4 separate regions of the Zea mays genome follow, and regions 1, 3 and 4 are each linked to region 2. Evidence: chromatin contacts called from public Hi-C data. All regions are on one chromosome and are shown on one strand. Each heading gives the region's core, a stretch centred on a gene start, on an enhancer-like site or on the middle of the called end of the contact. The rest is flanking DNA. Distances are from core to core; before and after follow the strand shown.

Region 1 (2,773 bases), core at 198-2,697, 250 kb after region 2:
AACGTGTTGAGGGAACACGTAGCCGGAATGGATTTAATGGAGTAACTATGATTCTAGATTAAGGGGTCACTGATGCAATTATCTCCCTCAAGAATAAGTTCTCTGCTTTGAGGTAGAAAGGTGAATTATAGTCATTGGATCCAAATCCAATAGCGCATTACTGGCTGTTGTAATGCCTTGGTCTTGGTGTAAGGATTGTAAGTTAAGAAAGTAAGCATTTAAGAGATCAAATTCTGAGTGTAAGGGAGCAAGCATGAGATGGGGGGGGGGGGGGGGGGGGGGGTTGCTCTCATCCTGACTCGATCAGAGGACCGAGCTAGAGTCCTTGCACCCTGGTGGTCACAACCACACTGGTTGTGGCCCCCCTCAACACCGCGCTATAAAAACCAAGGGGAGGTCGACATGAGAACCAACATTCGTTGTGCCTCGTCATTCCAACAATTACACACATTCAATCTGCACTAGTGCGGTTAGTGCGGGTAAGGCCGCTGTCACCGCTTCACCGACACTGCACCGACCGCCAAAGCTTTCCCGACCCAGCGGCAACTACGTTTGCACCTATGATGACTTCCTTTACCAATCCCAAAGTTATATTCCCAATTCCTCCCTTCTATTGGCTAGTGTTACAGGCTAAGATCCAATGGAGCTAAACATATACAGTCCAAAGGAGCCTATATTCGATCAGTCCTAAAGATTACGAGTACTTTTACATCAATACTTCTTAACTAAGTTAGCAGCGCATTTGTGTTCTGAACCACGACGTGCCGACCATGTAACAAGCTACTGTTGGAGAATCCTGCGCCAATAGGGAATTTGAGTATTCTCGCGCAATTTAACCAAGCTAAACTCACACTAGACAAACGACATTGCCACCATGGAAGCAGAAAGTGACAAAACCAACAGTAATTAAATCAACGCTGCTCCCGGTCCCCAACAAGGAACCCAGACGTTAAAAATCACCTGGTTTGTCTGTTGTTAATCCTCTGTGCGCTTCTATTTCCCAACCTCGTCTGAAGCTGGAATGCAATTAATGGTATGTTTCCTTGCAGTCGACGCATACCGAGTACCAAAAGCTAAGGTACCAAGGGTGGGGGTTGGGAGAGGAGGCAAGGGGGGAAATCTGTACCGGAGACGGATGTGAGGGAGGAGTGGAGGAGCGATACGGCGGTGTTGACGAAGAGCGGGTCGCGTGAGACCGAGCCGCGGACCGCGGCGTTGGCGGCCTGGAAGAAGGCGAAGCCGGCGGCCACGGGCGCCAGCTCGCGTCGCCCCCGGACGCCGATCTCGAACCCCACAGACACAGCCCAGAGCACTAGCGTCGCCGCGAAGAACGCGCTCGTGTCACCGCCGCCTGCGGCCCCTCCGGCACGGTGGGGCGGCATCGTGTTCGTCGTCGCTGGACTTCCCTTGCCTTCGTTCCGTCCTCCACCAGGGTAATCGCTTATTGGGCTGAAATTACATGTCACGGTGTCCTTTCACAGCCCGATGTCTTGATAGCGAGCGGGGCCCACTTGGAGTACGTGCTTGGTCGGTCCGGTAACCTGTGATTACCATGCAACGCTCTTCTTCGTCTTGATGGAGTACGTACCTGACCACGAAAAATATTTATGCAGTAAAACAAAAGGCTGTCCTTATGGTTATATGGTTCCAGTAACAAAAAGAAAAAAACTGTTATATAATAAAGCTTCTCGTCCAATCACTGTGCAATTAAATTATATATATATATACTTTATTATTTATTTTACTAATATATTAAATTTTAACTTTTTTTAATCTATATTAAAAAATATAAAAAAGGATACTCCTATTATTAGGTATAGTTTTCTATTTTTTATATTTCTAAACGTAGAATGAATTAAAAAATCTCTTAGCATTGAATTATAACTTAAAATTTTGTGTATTTGTAGAGTGAATGATAAAACATATTTACAAGTTTGAGAGTATTTCACTATTTTTTCTACGAAAGCTTTTCGTGACTTTTGATAATTTCTTTACATGACAATTACACAGAAATTTTTATTGCAAAGTAATTTTGCAAAAAAAGGTGCAGTTTATACACACGCAAAAAAAGAATCAAACGTGCTAAATCTACTGCTAAGAATAGCGAGGGCATAATCATCTCAATTATTCCGTCGTATACACGGCTTGCCGGTCCGTCCAAAACAGAGGACTCGTGCTGCCGAGTTCGCATTGTGACACTTCCTCTTTCTCCAATGTTCTCTGAACTTAGAAGGGCGACCGTCAGACATCAGTGACATCAATGCAGTATTTGGCTTCTCTTCCCCGCATAGATTGCCAGGAGATACATCGCAAGACACCCAAACACTGTGCCGAAGGTGGTTTCCCAAAAGTTTAAATTCCTGATCCTCGCCTCCTCATCCGTCTCCGGATGTTCATGCCGAACAAGCTCACGACAACGATGCCGGCAGTGACCACCACGGTCGCCGTCGTTAGCAGGACGCCCCATTTGCAGTAGCTGATTCTGCTTCTCGTCCAGCATTATGTTGATATAATCCTCGGTGTCGTCCACGTATTCTTGGAACTGTGGCAATGCAATAGGCACAATATAGGTTACAAAAGCATGGTCGGAGCAAGGACCGTGTTTGAGATGTATTGTCACTACCCACTAGACCATTCATGACTTACAGATATTTCCATAGTGTATTTTCAGTTAGTTGTCCAACAGCGAATTTATCAGTGCACTGCATTCATTTTTCTTCAAGTCTATGTAACTGACAGCATGATCCACCATTTTGTCTTTGTTATGGCAAGG
Region 2 (2,746 bases), core at 240-2,739:
GCCCTCGAAGATCTCACTTTGGTTCTTCTGCTCTATTTTTTTTCTTAACGATTTAGCCCTCGCGAATTCTTGCCAACTATGTACCAGAAGCTTCTGTTCGCTGCTTGGCCCTTGCTCTTGTAAATTTGTGGATTTACACCCTGGTCTCTGGAGTTATGGTTTTCCTCGTACGGTCTCGTTGTTAGGCCCTTAATTTTATACTTATTTCTGCAGGTTTATCCCTATTCCCTAATATCTTTTTATTTAATTTTCAGTTTTCTCTTTTGTAGTTTTGTACAATTAGGCTCCACGAAAGTCTCTCTTTTGCCCTTCACGTCTAGGTTTGTTCACGTTGACATTATTCATGGATGCTTTTAGAGCTACTGTGCTAGACGACTAATTTTTTAACAACCCTTGGGGCTTTAGACTGTGTTCCGCGGTTCCCCCTAAATTTCTTCCCTATATCCCAATCACGTGCCACGTCAGCGTTCTCTTTCCCCCTATTTTTTCATCTCCCGCAGCGGTTCCCCCTAAATACTCCCCTATACCCACTACTACCATAAAATATTGTTTTACCTACTTATACATCACCCTTATCAATATATTTTCTACTGCGAACACACTGTTGCGCACGTTGCTCGAGGGCAGGGGGCCGACTCGCTCCCCTAGATCTGGTGAATCCCTGTAGCATCCCCTACCACTGTAGCACCTTTAGCGGTCACCGATGTGCGCAGTAGCATGATACTGTGGACGCTAAATCAAGGGGAGGGAGAGAAGAGCGTCCACCGTTGAAGCCAGTCTTAGCACCACGCCACCACCATGTCCCAACTCCCAAGTAATAGGTAGTATTTTACAATGGTGCATCTAACCTAGACTTGATCATGGCCACCCGATCCGACCAATGCAACGGACGGATACGAGCTATAATTTTTGACCCGTAATAATTCACAGGTCGAGGTACGGGCCATGATTTTTGACCATAAACCCGACCCAACCTATAAAAAACCTGACCCGACACGTCAAACAGGGAGGTACAACCCGACCCGACACTAGACATGGATCGGGTACGGACCGTGATAAATGGCTCACGACCTGATGTTTAAGTAGGTCTAATATAACCTCTTTCTTAGACCTGATCATGGGCCATTTGAGTATTTGACCCGGCCAACCTAACTCGACCAGTCCAAAAAAAATTCGGCTCGATCCGACCAATGCAACGAACGAGTACGAACCGTAATTTTTAACCTACAGTAATTTATGGGTTGGGTTTGGACAAGATTTTTTACCAAAAACCGACCAACAGTAGAGTTGAGGAACGCAGCAGAGCAGAAAAGACACCCTACGATAATCGTATTATTACGAACTGAATACAAATAAAAACATCTCGTCGTTCGGTGTGAGAAGTGCCTGCATGCCAGTGCATCATTTGACTCTCGCGCGCGCAAAAAAAAAAAAAAAGGACCGGCGTTCTTGGCGATGTCTTTTGGACTAGCTTGACTGCTTTGAGCACGTGTCAGCCAAGCTCGTAGTCGTCTCACACCTGCCCGACGATGCAGCCGCCTGATGCACACGCGGCCTCCACTCTCCGCGCGGCCTTCTCTCGAGTCTCGACACAACCTTCTCACTTTCTCAGTAGCCGCTGCGCACCGCACTCGCACGCCACCCTGCCGCCCTGCCTTGCCCAACCCTGCCGCAGTGCCGCATCCAAATCCAACTCCCACGGGGTATGGATCCTGATCAGGTCGCCGACGCCGGGGTCCAGCACGACGACCTCGGCGGCAGCGCCACATCCGCAAACGGGTGCTTTGACGGTGGCAGTGACGACGGCTGGGGGCGCGCGTTGCTCCGGCTGGGATGGGACCTGTCCAGGAAGGCCGTCATCGCTGGCGTGGCGGCCACGGCCGCGCCCGTCGTGGCCCCGCCACTGCTTGTCCTGTCCCTCGCCGGCCTCGCGCTGTCCTTGCCCTTCGCCGCCTACCTGGCCAGCCTCGCCGCCACCGACCGTCTTATGGGCGCGCTCCTGCCGGCGCCTCGTACTACCCAGCCGTACTGCGGCTGCGACCTCGAAGACGATGAATTCTTGGATCCATCTGAAGCGCCGGGCGCCGAGGCCACTGCACTCGACCACTGGCGCGACACGGAGGACGACGCCATCATGGAGGAAAACGAGAGCTTTGTGCCGTTGCCGCTGTCACGACAACCTCGATTCTCCGAAGAGCCGATAACATCATCGTCGACAGACGTGGAGGATAAGATGGCTGAAGGTGAGTCTCTTTCCCGAGGATTGGGCCACGAGTCACTAGTGTTGGACAATAAGGAAGGCACAATCATGGAGGACACCGAGTACATTACCATGGAGGCACCGCCGAGAGGCTCCGATGTTTTCGGATCAGCAGTGCCTGTGTTGCGTGGTGAAGACGATATGGTTCAGAGAGCGGTAGAAGCTCCTCTTACAGCCAAGGAATCAGTCCAAGAATTATCTGTATCAGACAGTGAGGATAGAACACAGGACGACAAGTGCAAAGATGCGGAGTCTTCCAAGGAGATTCTGTCACTGAGCGTCGACATCACTGAATCAAGTGACTTCCCGGTGCCGGGCAATGAAGGTATTGTGGTTCAGAGGGGAAATGGTGAAACAATTTCTGTCCGAAAATCAGGCCAAGATTCTCATTCAACAGAGATTGGGGATGAAATGGAGGGCCACAAAACCGAAGAAGAGATACCACTGCACGACGCTAATGTTTCAGAATCGTCGGTGCTGGATGAT
Region 3 (3,020 bases), core at 227-2,726, 140 kb before region 2:
ACTCTTTCTTAATTTTTTTCAATCTCATCCAATCCATGGGTAACGGGATTAACCGAACAAGACCCCACATGGGTGACATGGCACGAATGTCACGCCGGGCCGCCCGAATCGAGTGCGCAAGATCACACGGTGCGCCCAAGCGACGAACCGTGCAATTAACCCTAAAAAGGAAAACGGAAATAAGAAATAGATCGGTTTTGAAGCGAGGGGAACACGAGAAATGATGCTATGCTCTCAATCTCTCATCATCCATCCACATCAGTCATCATCTCCATTAGAAACTCTGTTCTGTGGTTGTTTTTACAGGTTTGCTTCTGCCGGCCTACTGTGATCGACGACGCCTGCCTTATATGTACTGGCCCTCCTCGAGCGGCCGGAGAAACCGGAACCCCGCCGCCGCCGGCGAGGGGGACTTGCAGCTACAGGCCTCCCCGCTGCGGACACCGAGGTGGTAGCACAGGCAGATGGTCGTCGTCCGCTGCTGCTGCTGCTGCTGCGACGTGGGCGTCGACGCGGCGGCCGCCGGCGTCTTGGGCGGCGAGCACGGCGGGCCCACGGACAGGTCCAGGTTGAGGTCGGGGCACCGCGGCGCGTGGTCGGCGCTCCCGCCGCCGCTGCTGTGGCCGCCGTCCTCCGACGGCGCCGGGCGCGCGAACAGCACGGTGGGCGGGCGCGCGGGCGACGGGAGGCCGGCGGTGAGGGCGGCGGCGGCGCTCAGCGGGCGGTGCGTCTGCGGGTCGATGCCGCGGGTCAGCAGCTTGCGCTTGATGTGCGTGTTCCAGTAGTTCTTGATCTCGTTGTCCGTGCGCCCCGGCAGCTGCCCCGCGATGAGCGACCACCTGCGCGCGACGGGCCGGCCGACGATGGGAAAATGATTGAGTCGAGGAGGAGGGAAATAATGGTACCGGCGGGCGGGCGGCGAACTGAGACTGAGTGCTTACTTGTTGCCGAGCAGGGCGTGGAGCTTGATGATGACCTCGTCGTCGTCGTCCGTGAAGTTGCCGCGCTTGAGGTCCGGGCGGAGGTAGTTCATCCAGCGAAGCCGGCAGCTCTTGCCGCAGCGGAGGAGGCCGGCGGCCTTGGGCAGCGAGCGCCAGCACCCCTCGCCGTGCGCCTTGATGTAGGCGATCAGGCGCTGGTCCTCTTCCTTGGTCCACGCGCCCTTGTTCGTGTGCGCCTTCTCGCAGCACGGGGACCTGCCCATCCTATGCCTGCCGCTGCTCGCCTTAGGGCGCAGGTGTTTCTTGGCGGCCGCCACTGAGCTCTATCTACTCTAGTCGGTCGATGTTGCCTGGGGCTTCGATTGGTTGTTTATTGTAACAAAGAAGAGGGGAGACGGAAACGGAAGAAGATATGGCAGGCCAGGGAGGGAGGCGCATATATATGGCAGTGGCAGTGCGTGTGCGTGCTAGACTCGCATGCCTTGCCTTGCGCTTGCTTGATCCGCCGGCGCCGGCCCCGCCCGTGTGCCGTGTGCGTTCCTTGCGCTTGCGGCCGATGGGTCGTATGGGTAGCGTGGTGAGTGGCTAAAAAGGCGAGTGTTTCTTTCCAAGGAAATTACACTTTAGATGCGCATTAGTTCATTACCAAATTCAGGGTTCGCTCTATATTTCAGCCACCTTTTAGATGCGCTACTCCTCCTACCGGCCTAGTACGTAGGTAGCAGTGAGGCCAATCTGTCCATCATCCTCGGTGGAGTAGTTTCCTAGGTACGCAACAACTCCTATTACACTTGTACCAGCACTAGCTTCTCTTTTCAAGCTTTACCTCTCCCGCTAGTAGAGATAGATTTTTTTTTTCTTCTTCATCTGGTGGTTAGTGAACCCAGCAGAGCAGCCATAAGCTCGGCGCGGAAGGACCAGTTCATGATGATTCAAGAAGGAAAAAAAAGGCCGACACGAGAAGGCGGGGAATGAGTTTGGTACTTGTTTCCAAAATCTGGTGGAGCAACCGCCACCACCGATTGGCTAGCTACCCCATGAGCTGTTGCATGTGCTCGTAGCGTTTCGTCATGTATGGCTATGGCCTCGTCTCTCCGGTGGTGGACCCGGGAGCCAATAATTTAGTAGTAGGCCTGACCTGATTAGGTAGTTCGCGCGCCAGGAAAGCCGTGTAGATTGAGGAGTTTGATAGCGTTGGTGGGCTCGGATCGCCTAAACCAGAGAGGGCCACGGGCCAGCGTGCGCCTCCGGATCAAAACGAACATGCCCCCCTTTACGTTGGGAACAGCTCTGGGTCCCCGGCACGGCCGCCGGATCCGCCGTCCGATCACCGGCACGTACCAAGATGTTTTGATTATACAGTATACATACCGGCCACAGGGGACCGTTATAAAGTATGGGAACGCTAGTAAACCACAATAATAACTCGAGATCTATATATACACAAAAGGGTTAACGTGTAAGAATCAAAATACTCATCTAGGTTGATGTCGTCGTCTCTCTCACTATACCGCGCGGCGCATCTAATACATCGCTGTCTTTCTTCTCAGCGTGCACGAGACACTAGTGTCACGCCGTTTCATCTCTGCACGTGTAGAAGCTATGGAGGCGCTTTTGCCGTTATTGCGACGTTGACCAACAACAAAATTAAGAAGCATGGGTGAACATGTTGTTGCTGGTGGTACATGAGAATGTACAGACTGCTATTACTATACCTGCCACCAGGTTAAACAAGAGCGACGACAAAGGGTCTCTCGGTCTCAAAGCCTTGAAAATTTTGAAAATGATATTTCTTTCCCCATTAATATTAACACACTTTACCATTTTCCACCGTCCTCATCGCCATATCACACCATTTACCGAGGAAACCCTTTGATTTCAAAACCTCGGCTAAGAAATCTCATCTGACTTTATCGTATGCTTTTTCAAAGTCTATCTTTAAAATCAACCTTTTTTTCTTCTTCGATCTCAGTTCTTGAAGGACTTCGTTAAGAGTAACGAAACCTTGCCCACATGAGACATTCTATTTGCAAGCACTTTGGTGAATATTTTAAAGTCAACATTGAGAAGACAAATCGT
Region 4 (2,700 bases), core at 137-2,636, 200 kb after region 2:
TGCGAACTCCATCACAATCATAAGATGTGTTGGTGTAAGTATCACCTGCAGAAGTTTTTCCCAAAACAATTAAAACCATGTGATTCAGAAAAAGAAAAAAGGAGGAGAAAAGCTACTACTGAAGCAAAAGAGTGGAGGCATAATCTGTTTTCCTCGTCCATTTAAAACTCACAACAATTCAAATAGAAGACTGCACCTTATAGCTTTGAGACTTGTGTGAACAATCTGAGACAGAAAGCATACAGCCTAACGAGTGTCTAAAACGGATGCATCCCTGACACTAAAACGCATATCGGATACGTAAGAAACACAAGGGCAATAGCCTAAAAGGAAGGGGCAAAGAACAGAGAAAAAACAGCAAAAGTTAGCACCGAATCAAACAGCAGCAATCAAAAGATTCCCCCACTATATGCAGTTAAGAGGAATCAGTCCCGAATTATAAGCTGCAATATATATTAAAAAGTCCTTTATCCGTCACCCTTTGAAGCTGCTCCCTAATAACACTAAAACGGCATCAAACACCCAGTGACAAAAATAAAAAGCGAAAGGAAATGATCAAGCGGGCAATTAACCGTTTCAGTCCACAATGACGAACCTCCTTGAAGCGAATAATGTTAGGATGGCGCAGGGAGCGGTGGTTGATGATCTCCCTGTACACATTCTCGTCAATCTGCACAGCACAGATCTCAAAACTAGCGAAATTAGAAGGAACTCAGTTGCAGTCCATCCAGACCCAGTAATTAATCCACCACCAAACCGCAACGAAGTATAAGAAACGAACAAAACAAAAACAACGAACCCGGTAGCCGCGCTCGATGCACTTGACTGCGACGAGCTCCCGGGTCTCGCTGTTGCGCATCAGGCGCGCCACCCCGAAGTTCCCCGACCCGATGTCCCGCACCGCCTCGTACTTGTCCATACGTACCTCCTCCGGCCGCCCCCGGCTAGCCCAGCCCCGCGCGTTCTCCCTCCGTCCGGGAGCAACCTGTGCGGGCTCTGCTGCCGTTGCCTGCTCGCACAAGGGCGGAGGAGAAGCGGGACGGTACGTGGTACGGCGGCGGCGGCGGCGGCGGAGGGTTTGTGGGTTTGCGTTGCGGCGGTTGCGCCTCGGCGGACGGTGGGTCGGTGCGTGTGCGTGAGGCGATCGGGGATTTTATAGTGGTGGACTGGTGGGTGGTAGGAGCGCAGGGTGGGGGCCTGCCGCGCCAGCGTGTGCGAGACTGCGAGGTGAAGGAGGGAAGGGGAGGACCGGAGGACAGGGACGGGGAGGAGGCCGGAGGGGATGTCGGGTGGGCCCGCCGTCGGTGTCCGTGACCGCACCCGGAAGCGGGGGGCATCCGTGCCTGGCTGGCTGCGATTCGCCGTCGGATCCGACGTGTGAGCCCCCGTTTCGCCTGAACCGGGGTATGCGTTCTTCTTTATTATCGCAGACTCAGACAAAGCTTCTTTTACAGCGATGCTTCTTTTGGTTTGCTTATTTCTGTCGGATTGTTTGGGAGCAAGAGTAACGAAGAAAATTGAAGGAGCTAAAATCTACCACTATTTAATTTTAAATAATGAGGGATTTTAGCACCTCACTTCTCTTTATTCCACTTGCTTCTAAACAAGTTTATGAAAGTGAATGGTGGGCTGGGGTTCTTCGCTTGGAAACCCAGAACGAGGCTCTTCTAATCAAATTCTTGCATAAATTTTTCAATAACAGTGACTTACCCTGGGTGCATCTCGTCTGGAATAAATACTATTTGTCATGTGGTCTCCCTGGTCATAGAAACATTGGTTCTTTCTGGTAGAAGAGCATGATCAAGCTTCTTCCTAACTTTAAGGGACTGGCACTCCCTGCTATTGGCAATGGCAGATCAATTTCGTTCTGGGAAGATCAGTGGAGTCAGAGCTTCCCGAGGCAAAATTTCCCAGAGTTATTCTCTTTTGTCAAAAACACAAAGTTGACTATTAGATAGGCTAAAGAGCAGGAGCAGTTTGATGGTTTTTTTCATTTGTCTATCTCTGAACAAGCGTATGATCAATACCTGGAGCTGCAGGTGTCTTGGGAACAAATTGCCCTCAGTAACGCCCACGACCGTTGGCGGTACATTTGGGGATCTGACAAATTCTCCTCTCAAAAAGCTTACAGATTTTTTATGGGCCAGACGCAGGTTCACCCTATCTACAGACTCTTATGGAAAAGCAAATGTCAGCCTAAGCATAGAGTCTTCTATTGGTTGTGGCTTAAAAATAGGCTAAATACTAGAGATATGCTGAGAAGGAGAAACATGGAGCTGGATTCTTATTCTTGCGAGAACTGCCTATGGCAAAGAGAGGAGGCTCTCTATCATCTGTTCCTCAGATGCAATTTCGCGAAAGCCCGCTGGAACTCAATTGGCATAACCCCACCCAGAATTTCTAATCCTGAGGAGGCATCAGCGAACCTTAATCGCCAGCTTAACGTCCCCTTCTTTATGGAGATTATTATTCTCATGACATGGAGCATCTGGAAAAGCCGAAACGAGTGGCTGTTTTCAAACAAAGATCCTTCGGTACATCGCTGTACACAGGAATTCAGTAAGGAGCTGCGGTTGATCATGCACAGAGCGCGGGGGAACTTTGACACCTCTATCCCGAATTGGCTGAGTCTGTGGCAGACATAGGAGTAGTGCTTTTTAATCCACTGCATTTTAACTTTTGTAAAAAGACTAAGTTGTA

Evidence for each region. A called contact is a pair of places that touch in the nucleus more often than the background predicts.
Region 1: a Hi-C map of ear shows a contact between it and region 2, with 1.8 times the contacts expected there. The contact joins the promoter of LOC101027124 here to the promoter of LOC103636442 in region 2. A contact is called at or near these places in 2 of 25 Hi-C or Micro-C datasets (ear and tassel).
Region 3: a Hi-C map of leaf shows a contact between it and region 2, with 6 times the contacts expected there. The contact joins the promoter of LOC541754 here to the promoter of LOC103636442 in region 2. A contact is called at or near these places in 12 of 25 Hi-C or Micro-C datasets (bundle sheath, ear, endosperm and 3 more).
Region 4: a Hi-C map of leaf shows a contact between it and region 2, with 2.0 times the contacts expected there. The contact joins the promoter of LOC103636445 here to the promoter of LOC103636442 in region 2. A contact is called at or near these places in 8 of 25 Hi-C or Micro-C datasets (bundle sheath, endosperm, leaf and 1 more).

Annotation. Positions count from the first base shown.
Region 1 is chr8:172,763,736-172,766,508 of Zm-B73-REFERENCE-NAM-5.0, forward strand. LOC101027124 (TRAM LAG1 and CLN8 (TLC) lipid-sensing domain containing protein) reads right to left here and starts at 1,448. Exons shown (of 3, transcript NM_001279578.1): 1 at 1,127-1,448. The coding sequence starts at 1,382. LOC103637512 reads right to left here. Exons shown (of 3, transcript XM_023300899.1): 3 at 1,973-2,542. The coding sequence ends at 2,258.
Region 2 is chr8:172,508,712-172,511,457 of Zm-B73-REFERENCE-NAM-5.0, forward strand. It overlaps LOC103636442, which reads left to right and starts at 1,490. Exons shown (of 3, transcript XM_008658797.3): 1 at 1,490-2,746. The coding sequence starts at 1,706.
Region 3 is chr8:172,367,446-172,370,465 of Zm-B73-REFERENCE-NAM-5.0, forward strand. LOC541754 (myb-related protein 308) reads right to left here and starts at 1,477. Exons shown (of 2, transcript XM_008658794.4): 1 at 942-1,477; 2 at 170-839. The coding sequence starts at 1,204. The coding sequence ends at 347.
Region 4 is chr8:172,707,641-172,710,340 of Zm-B73-REFERENCE-NAM-5.0, forward strand. LOC103636445 (serine/threonine-protein kinase SAPK4) reads right to left here and starts at 1,387. Exons shown (of 9, transcript XM_008658799.3): 1 at 800-1,387; 2 at 596-670; 3 at 1-45. The coding sequence starts at 919.